Regions from separate parts of the Mus musculus genome. Here regions 1 and 3 are each linked to region 2. Evidence: chromatin contacts called from public promoter capture Hi-C data. All regions are on one chromosome and are shown on one strand. Each heading gives the region's core, a stretch centred on a gene start, on an enhancer-like site or on the middle of the called end of the contact. The rest is flanking DNA. Distances are from core to core; before and after follow the strand shown.

Evidence for each region. Promoter capture Hi-C pulls out the DNA fragments that hold promoters and counts their contacts.
Region 1: a contact with region 2 is called in a promoter capture Hi-C map of pre-B cells. The contact joins the promoter of Hddc2 here to the enhancer-like site in region 2. A contact is called at or near these places in 10 of 39 promoter capture datasets (the 3T3-L1 cell line, the C10 cell line, HPC-7-derived erythroid cells and 7 more) and 1 of 484 Hi-C or Micro-C datasets (B cells).
Region 3: a contact with region 2 is called in a promoter capture Hi-C map of cranial neural crest. The contact joins the promoter of Ncoa7 here to the enhancer-like site in region 2. A contact is called at or near these places in 5 of 39 promoter capture datasets (3T3-L1-derived adipocytes, cranial neural crest, hippocampal neurons and 2 more) and 3 of 115 datasets of contacts at active chromatin or transcription factors (the SCID.adh cell line, astrocytes and embryonic forebrain).

Annotation. Positions count from the first base shown.
Region 1 is chr10:31,312,039-31,314,738 of GRCm38.p6, reverse strand. It overlaps Hddc2 (HD domain containing 2), which reads right to left and starts at 1,334. Exons shown (of 6, transcript NM_027168.2): 1 at 1,256-1,334; 2 at 103-224. The coding sequence starts at 1,324.
Region 2 is chr10:29,333,167-29,335,866 of GRCm38.p6, reverse strand. It overlaps Echdc1 (enoyl Coenzyme A hydratase domain containing 1), which reads right to left. Exons shown (of 6, transcript NM_025855.4): 5 at 1,596-1,676. Among named protein-coding and RNA genes, the nearest start is that of Gm25596, 15 kb to the left of the region's middle. Within about 2 kb of position 1,271, at least 16 of the 459 cell types and tissues checked have an H3K27ac peak or open chromatin away from gene starts, as enhancers often do.
Region 3 is chr10:30,802,046-30,804,745 of GRCm38.p6, reverse strand. It overlaps Ncoa7 (nuclear receptor coactivator 7), which reads left to right and starts at 1,420. Exons shown (of 16, transcript NM_172495.6): 1 at 1,420-1,917.

The sequences.
Region 1 (2,700 bases), core at 85-2,584, 2.0 Mb before region 2:
CCAACGCAGAATGTAACAGAAAACTTACTATAGTTTACAACTGAAGTCATCCTCACACAGAGTCCAGAAACCTTCATAAGCATCAATGTTCAAATAACTTACCTATCCTTGTTAAGACGGTCATCTCTGGTCACCATGGCCATAACTGCCATCCGGTACATGTGATCTGACACGCTTTCTGGCTTTTCGACATTTCTGTATACCCAGCCAGTCCGTGGAACTCTCTAATAAATAAGATAAGGAATTAAACAAAACACTATCCCTGGGAACAACAACAAAAAATGACAGGTGCTCTTCAAGAAAATGCCAGAGAATGGCCACAGAGCCACATGTCAGCTGAGTCGTGGTTTCAAACCTATTTTTTTAAAAATGTTTCATTTAAACTAATCATATCGATAAAAATCTGAAATCTCACTAGTGAGTGGACAATTCACAAATATACAAAAATGTTCAAAAGTATACAAAAGTCCAATAGTCTTTACTCTGTGCTAGTGAAGTATAACTATGGGATAATACACAAAAAGTTTTTAGACATAAAAGCAAAACTGGTGGTACGCCTGGTGGTACACGCCTGGAATCTAAGAACTCAACAGGTGAAGACCCAAGTTCCAGGCTGCCAGCCTGTGCTGTTCATCTGTGGTGTAGTTAGGAAAAATGCAAAGCAAAGCCCCAGTATTATTCCTAACTATGAGAGTAGTAGGTTTGTGCCGTCCAAAAACTCATTTCATACAATAATAGAATATTTTGTACATGCAACATGTGACAGACTCTCCAATTCTAACTCAGATGGCTTGGAGGAGTTTCCATGGCAGTCAAGCCTTTCACTACTTCTCAACCTGTGTAAGTCTGCATTTTCTCTGGGAGTTCTATGCATCTAACGAATTTCACAAATAGTCGCAGTGTTACAGAACAGCTCATCTTGGAACAAAGGGGGCTCTGCACAAGCTCTGCCAAGCAAGGGCTGGTGCACGCTGAAACCGATTTACTGAAACCAACAGTTCCGGAAGTCACGGTGATAGAGGAAGGTTTCCACAGCCTACGTGCAGGGGTTTCGGCTCCTGCCTTCCGCTGCCGCTCCGCAGCATCGCCATGGCCTGGGTTGTGGCCGCGCTGGGCATGGAGCGTGCACGAGTCCCCGGTCCAGCCTCGGCTGCGTACCCGCCAGCAACGCCGGGCTGAGCGAGGGAGGTTGCGTGAGGTCGGTGCCTGAGCTGGGCCGCACCGCCTCCCGGCCAAGCCGATCCCACCCGCTCACCTTGAGCTGCCCAACTAGACGCAGAAAACGCAACAGCCCGGCTCCAGAGCCGGACGAGGCCAAAGCCATGCTGAAGTGCATAAGAGCTGGGCGGTGTCAACCTCAAGCCCCTCCCCATTCCCCTTCAGCTCCTCCCCGCCCTCCTTCAGCTCCTCCCCGCCCTCCTTCAGCTCCTCCCCGCCCTTCTTCAGCTCCTCCCCGCCCTCCTTCAGCTCCTCCCCGCCCTCCTTCAGCTCCTCCCCGCCCTCCTTCAGCTCCTCCCCACCCTTTGGCTCCTCCTCACAGCCCCACTTCCTCCTTTGGTAGAGCACTTTCTCTGTACTAAGGTCTGTGCTCAGACTTTGGATGGTCTCTGCCCAAGTAACCATCAACTTTCACAGGAATCGCAGCTTGACGCTAAGGGCAGAAAGGCCTAAGGAGGATGAAGCTGGATAATGCCTGCAAACCTTGCTTCTTAGAAGCCCAGTGTCTGATTGGCAGGAAGAGCTAGCTATAAGAAGCTTCGCTTAACCAGTTTAACAAAGGCACTGGGCAAGCCTGTGAAGGGAGGCAATGCTTGGCAGACATACCAGGAAACTTTGGAGGAAGCAGGAAATGGGCTAGTAAGAGGAAGCCCATGGTGAAACCACAAGCATCCATTCTGCCAGGAAACTGATCAGGATCTTCCAGGACTACCTGACTAGTTTCCATTGACAATTTGATGGTACAAACTTTTAAATGCAGTTAATGGATATGGACAAATTCAAGCAGAGGGAGTCGAGGATATGAATAAGATTCAAGAAGAAAGAGAAATAAAAAGGAATTCCAATTTTATTTGTAACAAAGTAGGTTTATTTATTTACAGGGCCCTAAAAGGTGATGGTTCTAATGAACCATTGTCTGTTCTCGTTTCTCACTACTTGATATACCTACCACCTCTTCCATATGAGCCCGAATACTATACCGGGAACTATACTAGAAAATGTATAGTCATCATAGCATAATGTTGGTATAGAATGTTGCTCAGTAGATTCTACAGAACCCTGAGGCAGCATCCATGAGCAGCATCCAGGATTCTAAAGTCAGCTCTACAGAAGAAATGAAAAGTTGGCAGTATAGTGTAGCTGTGCATGAGGTCCCAAGTGCTCTCCAGCACTGAAGTAGCATCCATGAGCAGCATCCAGGATTCTAAAGTCAGCTCTACAGAAGAAATGAAAAGTTGGCAGTGTAGTGTAGCTGTGCATGAGGTCCCAAGTGCTCTCCAGCACTGAAGTAGGTGAGTGGTTTGTGTTATCTATAAAGCACAAGCTTCAAATGCCAGCACCACCAGGCTGCCTTGCTATGCTAAGGTCCTAGGTGTAGAAAGCCCTATTCCTGGTTTTATATATAGTCCCTATCTGCTTTCTCCCTATAAATCATACTGTTAGTCACTCTAATCAGAGTGTTTGAATCAGGTGTTATCGCAG
Region 2 (2,700 bases), core at 22-2,521:
GTGGGGAGGATTTTAGGATCTGAAATTGTGTTCTGTTTAAGATTTTATCAAATTATTGTATAACAGTTATTTAATATATAAACTGTATTGCTATAAAGTACTTTAAGGACATAAAAATAAAGTACTTTGAAAAACGTAAAATGAAATCAAGATTATTAGTGAAAGAATGTCAAACAAAAAAAGTAGTCTTAAAGAACGACAGATAATTATTTATTGACTTTTCTACTAAAAACTATAGTGGTAAAATAAAGTAACTTTAAGACCACTTTAATATTTTGTGTACATTAAGGGTAAGTATTATGTTGAAGTGATGCTTTTGTACACTGTGTGAATGTGTCTGTGTCCTTCCTTGCCTGCCTACAGCACCTTCTGACTTGCTAAAATAAAAAGCCTATGACTTATAAGGCAGGATAGGAAGGTGGTACATCCAGCAGAAAGAGGAACTCTGGGAAAGAGCAAAGCATGGAGCTTCCCTGCCTAGACTCAGAGGAAGCTGTACAAATAAAGCTGAGGAGAGGTAACTAGCCATGTGGCAGACAGAGAATGATACAGATGGATAAATGCAAGTTATAAGCTTCTGAGAACAGGCTTAGCTATGGCCTAGGCATTTAATTAATAATAATAAGTCTTTTGAGTTATTTGGGAACTGGGGCATGGGTGGAAAGGTCACCAATACAGTACACACACACACACACACACACACACACACACACACACACACACACACACACACGTCAGACAGGTAGAAGCAGCAGACAGAGGTGAGGACAGTATATCTGGTGCCAGGCTCAGGCTCTTTGTTGTCCTACCAGTTTAGCTCCTTATAATACAGAACATTTTTTGAACTGGAAAAGGATCCTTAAAAATCAAACATCTAACTTCCTTGAAAACACAATTCTTTGCTATGATTTCAAGCTCTGAGGACTTCTCAAAGCTGTCTACATGGAACAGTTCAATGTGATGCTGTCTTCCCCCGTGTTTACAGACCTCAGGACAAGCATATGAAAGAATACAGAGGTTTCCTCAGAGTTGTTCCTACAGTCTTTGGGACAGCACAAAGAAGCCTGTATAAAGCATCAGATGTTACGGCTTCTGTACTCACACAGCTATGAAATGCTGAGAATTTTAAGGAAAAACAATCAGCTCCCAGAGTTCCTGGCAACCCTGTTCTCCATGTGTTAAGTGGCTATGAACCCCAGACAGTGAAAACATGGCTCTCAGAACCCTCTTGATGAGAACCGCAGCACCACGCTCTTCGTGTCCAGTGGCTTTTCTTCTTGCGTCTTTCAGCTGCTAACTTCTGAATAATTCTCTTGGGTTTAGAGTTTCCTTTGTATGACTTCCATGACTTTCCTTCTTAGGATCATATGGATTTAATTTATGAATAGTCACTGTGTTCTGCTGCTTTTTAAAAGAAATTCATTATAATTGAGTAATAGCAGCTGTACTATTATCTACTTTAATGACTAGTAAAAAGAAAACATTCATTAATTGATTATCTTATTTAAGAATATATGAAATATTGAAATGGTAAAACTAAATCCAAGCATGTGCTAATTATTTTTATGCCTATAGCAATGTAATTTTTATCTTACCTGAAATCACATGCTGTAGTAAGTTCTGCTCCTCCACCCATTGCCCAGCCTTGAACCAGAGCAACACTTATTAACGGTAGTCTGTATATTCAAGGGAAAAATAGATGTGAATAATTCTAAATTTAGTATTCATTTATATACATCATCTTAAAATCTTCAACATTCCTCAATGTTAATAACAGGAAGTATCAAGGGCACCAGCAGAAGAAAAATGGCATGATGCCAAAAAGTAGCCACGCTCGTGCTCCAGGAAGTCAGCAAAGTACCTGCCTGAATCACTGCCTGGCTTTCAGTAAAGCAGACTCACCGTCTTCTAACTGAGGGACCTAGGATAGAACCTTTAGCTCTGCAGGTATCAGCTCAGTCACTGTGAAACTGCTTGCTTTATTTTATGGCTCTACTGTCAAGGTGTAGTTATTATGGTCATATCTGATGGGATAATCTGGCCTAAAACACAGAGCTGAAAAGTCAAGTACTTAAGATTTCCCTCAAAAGACTAAATGGCCATAGGCTGCTCCTATAATATTAACATTACTTATCATTTTAAAAAAAATCCTACTGTTTCTTTTTATAAAGAAACACACACACACACACACACATCTTGCCTTAACTCCTATTTGCTTCCACCACACTAGAACTTACGTTTTTTTCCCCCTATGTTAAAACTCTTTTTTTTTTAACGATTTTATATTTATGAGTGTTTGGCCTGGGTGTTTATATTATGTACTGTATATATGTGTCTAGAGCCTTCAGAGACCAGAGGAAGGCATCAGAAGGGGGGCAGGCATTAGTAAACACCTTCAATCCCAGTACTTGAGAGGCAAATGGATTTCTAAGGGTACAAGGTCAGCCTGGTCTAGTGAGTTTCTGCACAGTTAGAGCTAGAGTTGAAACTTTATCTTAAAAAATAATAATGAAATAAAAATAAACTGTGTCAGAGCACTGTGAGAATACTATTAGATATATTTTCAAAATATGCATTTTTTATTGATTCTAACCAAAATGGAAAGCTATTGGTCTAACCTAAGTATTTCCTTAATATGCCCTACTCCCACATAGAAAGGATTACGTAAATAAGAATAACTTTTAGCCAGATGTGGTGTTA
Region 3 (2,700 bases), core at 171-2,670, 1.5 Mb before region 2:
TGAACACATTTGACTGATGGGTACTATTCTGGATAAGAGGGATGTAGACGATGCTAATTCCGATTTCTGTGTGAAGACAAGACTCAGATGAATCAGTCAATACTCAGAAGAATCAGTCAATACTCAGTCACAAAAAAGAATGACCAAAGAATCTTTAAATTAGAAGCACCCCCAATCCCAACCATTTGAGTACAACTCCCCATTCTATTCAGACTTTCACTTTAGTGACAAACTATCCTTAGCATGTGATCCATCATGTACTTCCAGGGGAGATAATGAAGACAGTGTCATTGTTTGGCATTGCATTGGAAAACTTGGGGAACACTCTATCAGCAAGTCACCACTTTGAACACATACTCAGTTATACTTTTGCCTAAGAGAAAAGAAATCAAGGCCTATTTTATTTCTCGTCAGAACCTTGGGTTCATAGGCACAAAAGGGTGCTGACCGAGTTAAAGGGTGGGAACAGTACCTGCAGCAGAGCCTGCACTCAAGGTTGATACCAAAAGGGGTGTAAAGAACACAGAAAGAAGTGTCTCCTACTCAAAGCATAAACATGCAAACCCGATGTCAGAATTTACAGATGGTCAGTGCAAAACCAGGAAGTGATTCCATATTTGCATGACCATGTAACATCATCTGCTGCTGAAATCTCAGAGTCATGGCTGCTAAGGGCTTTGCTCCACCCTCCAGAGAGACTGGCAGTACCAAGAAGCAGCAGCAACCTGGGGAAGCCTCTATGTACTGTGTGTGTTGATGGCTTAGGACACACCTGTCACACACACACTTTTTTCTTCCTGTATTTAAGAGTGATCTTCACGATCAGATCCTCCGAGTCATCTTGCAGTTATAGCCACTGGACTGTAAAGGGAACAGCGTCCAATACAGGTTGGAAGCTCACAGAAACAGGGCCCTGGGCTCATACAAAAAAAAAAAGAAAAAACAAAAAAACCTTCCCACTCAGCTGCTCTCCAGCCCCAGCCAAGAGCCAGCTGAACTGCCCGTTGCTACATCGCATTGCCTTGGCTATAAGGTTTACAATTGGGCAGCTTATAGGATGTTGTACCGGGGACAGAAGAAGACAGTGGGCCTCTTTGCCAAAGGCAATGCTGGAAATGACAGAGGATGAATTTATGGTTGCCCCTAGTCCTAGAGCTGGAAGGTGAAGTAAAAGGACTTTAAGGCTCCAGCAAGGGCTCTAACTCCACATGTGCCCATAAGCGCTAACTTCCCTCCAAGATCCAGACAGGAGCCAGCTAAAAGGGATAAGATTAGGGGCCAGGTAAGCAGACCGTACTCGGTTCACTGACTGCCTGACCATCACAGCGTCACAAATGGCCGGGGCCTGCGGAGGCCGCGCGCGCAGCTCTCCGGGGCGGAGCCGCTGGGCCCAGGGTTCGGGGGCCCGAGCCACCTCGAGGCTGTCCAGCCTGCGGCTCCGAGGTCGCACGGGGCAGGCAAGATGTCGCAGCTGCAGCCCGCATCGCTAAGGCGGTCGGCTGAGCTCCCGGGTCCCAGCCGCAGCAGACGAGTGCAGCGCGCGCCCCGGGTCGGGCGGAGCTAGAGGCGGGCGCCGGGCTGGCGTCGCGCCACCGCAGCTCCCCGCCTTCCGCCCAGCTCGCGCCCGGCGCCCTGACCGTGGGTGCTGCTGCAGGTACCTGGGCGAGGCCTCGAGCACCCCGGCGGCGGCTGCTCGGGCCAGATCGGCACTCCGGAGCCCTTCAGGAGCGCACCCCGCAGCGCCTGACGCCTCCCTTAGCTCCTCCTCGGCGGGCGATCCCCTCCCCGGCCCTCCCCCTCCTCCCACCCCGGAGGATGCGCTTCCCAGCGCCCAGCGGCAGAGGCCACGGCTCCCAGAAATGCGTGCTCCCGAACCACTTCGCCCAGACCCGCGGAGCCCGCGCCCCCGCCCAGTAGGTAGGTCGCCGAGGCGGGGCCAGGCCTTGAAGGCTACCGGCTGCTGATGCTGCGGCCAGGAAGAACCGGAGCCTCCCTCCTGGGCTGCCGAGGTGTACTAATGGCGCTGGGCGCAGCCCCCGGGGGACCCGAAACGCTCTGCTTGGAACGTTCGAGGCCGAGCCGGGGCGCAGGGCCACTGGACCCTCCTCGCTAACAATCAGGGGACCCTCGGTTGGGGGCTGGGAGAGCTTGGAAGGATAGGTTGGCGCGGAGCTTCTTTGAAAGGAGACCGTTGCCTTTTTCTCGAGCTCAAGTAGATTGTGTCATTGCATTTTTAAAAAACAGGATCAGCAAATGCGTTCTTCCTGTTCTTTTTGCTAAAATGTAGACGACCACGGTTGTTGTTTTAGAGGTATTTAGGGGTGGTTATGAATTTTTGTGTAATTTACAGCTAGCCGAGTGGTATATAAAGTCAGTGGTGCAAACACTTTAACATTTTGGGTGTCAGTTTAAGGAAAGTCTTTCTAGAAATCAGATTACCTAGGTAGGTGATGGATGAGGCTGGCGTGTTCTCGTAGGATAAAGCTGACTGGAGCCAATGGGTTTGAGAGCTGCAAGTTTGATACAGGTGTCGGGAGTTGAGACTCTGAAAGATGCGCCAGCAGAGGCAGTCTTGTCTCCGGCCTCGCCTTCAACTCTGAGCTGACCCTTGCTTTTCTGAGAATCTGGTTGAGTCTTTTTTTCCTGTTCTTGAAATAAAAGTAATACATTAGGGCTTTTAATAAAATTGTTTCCTCTCAG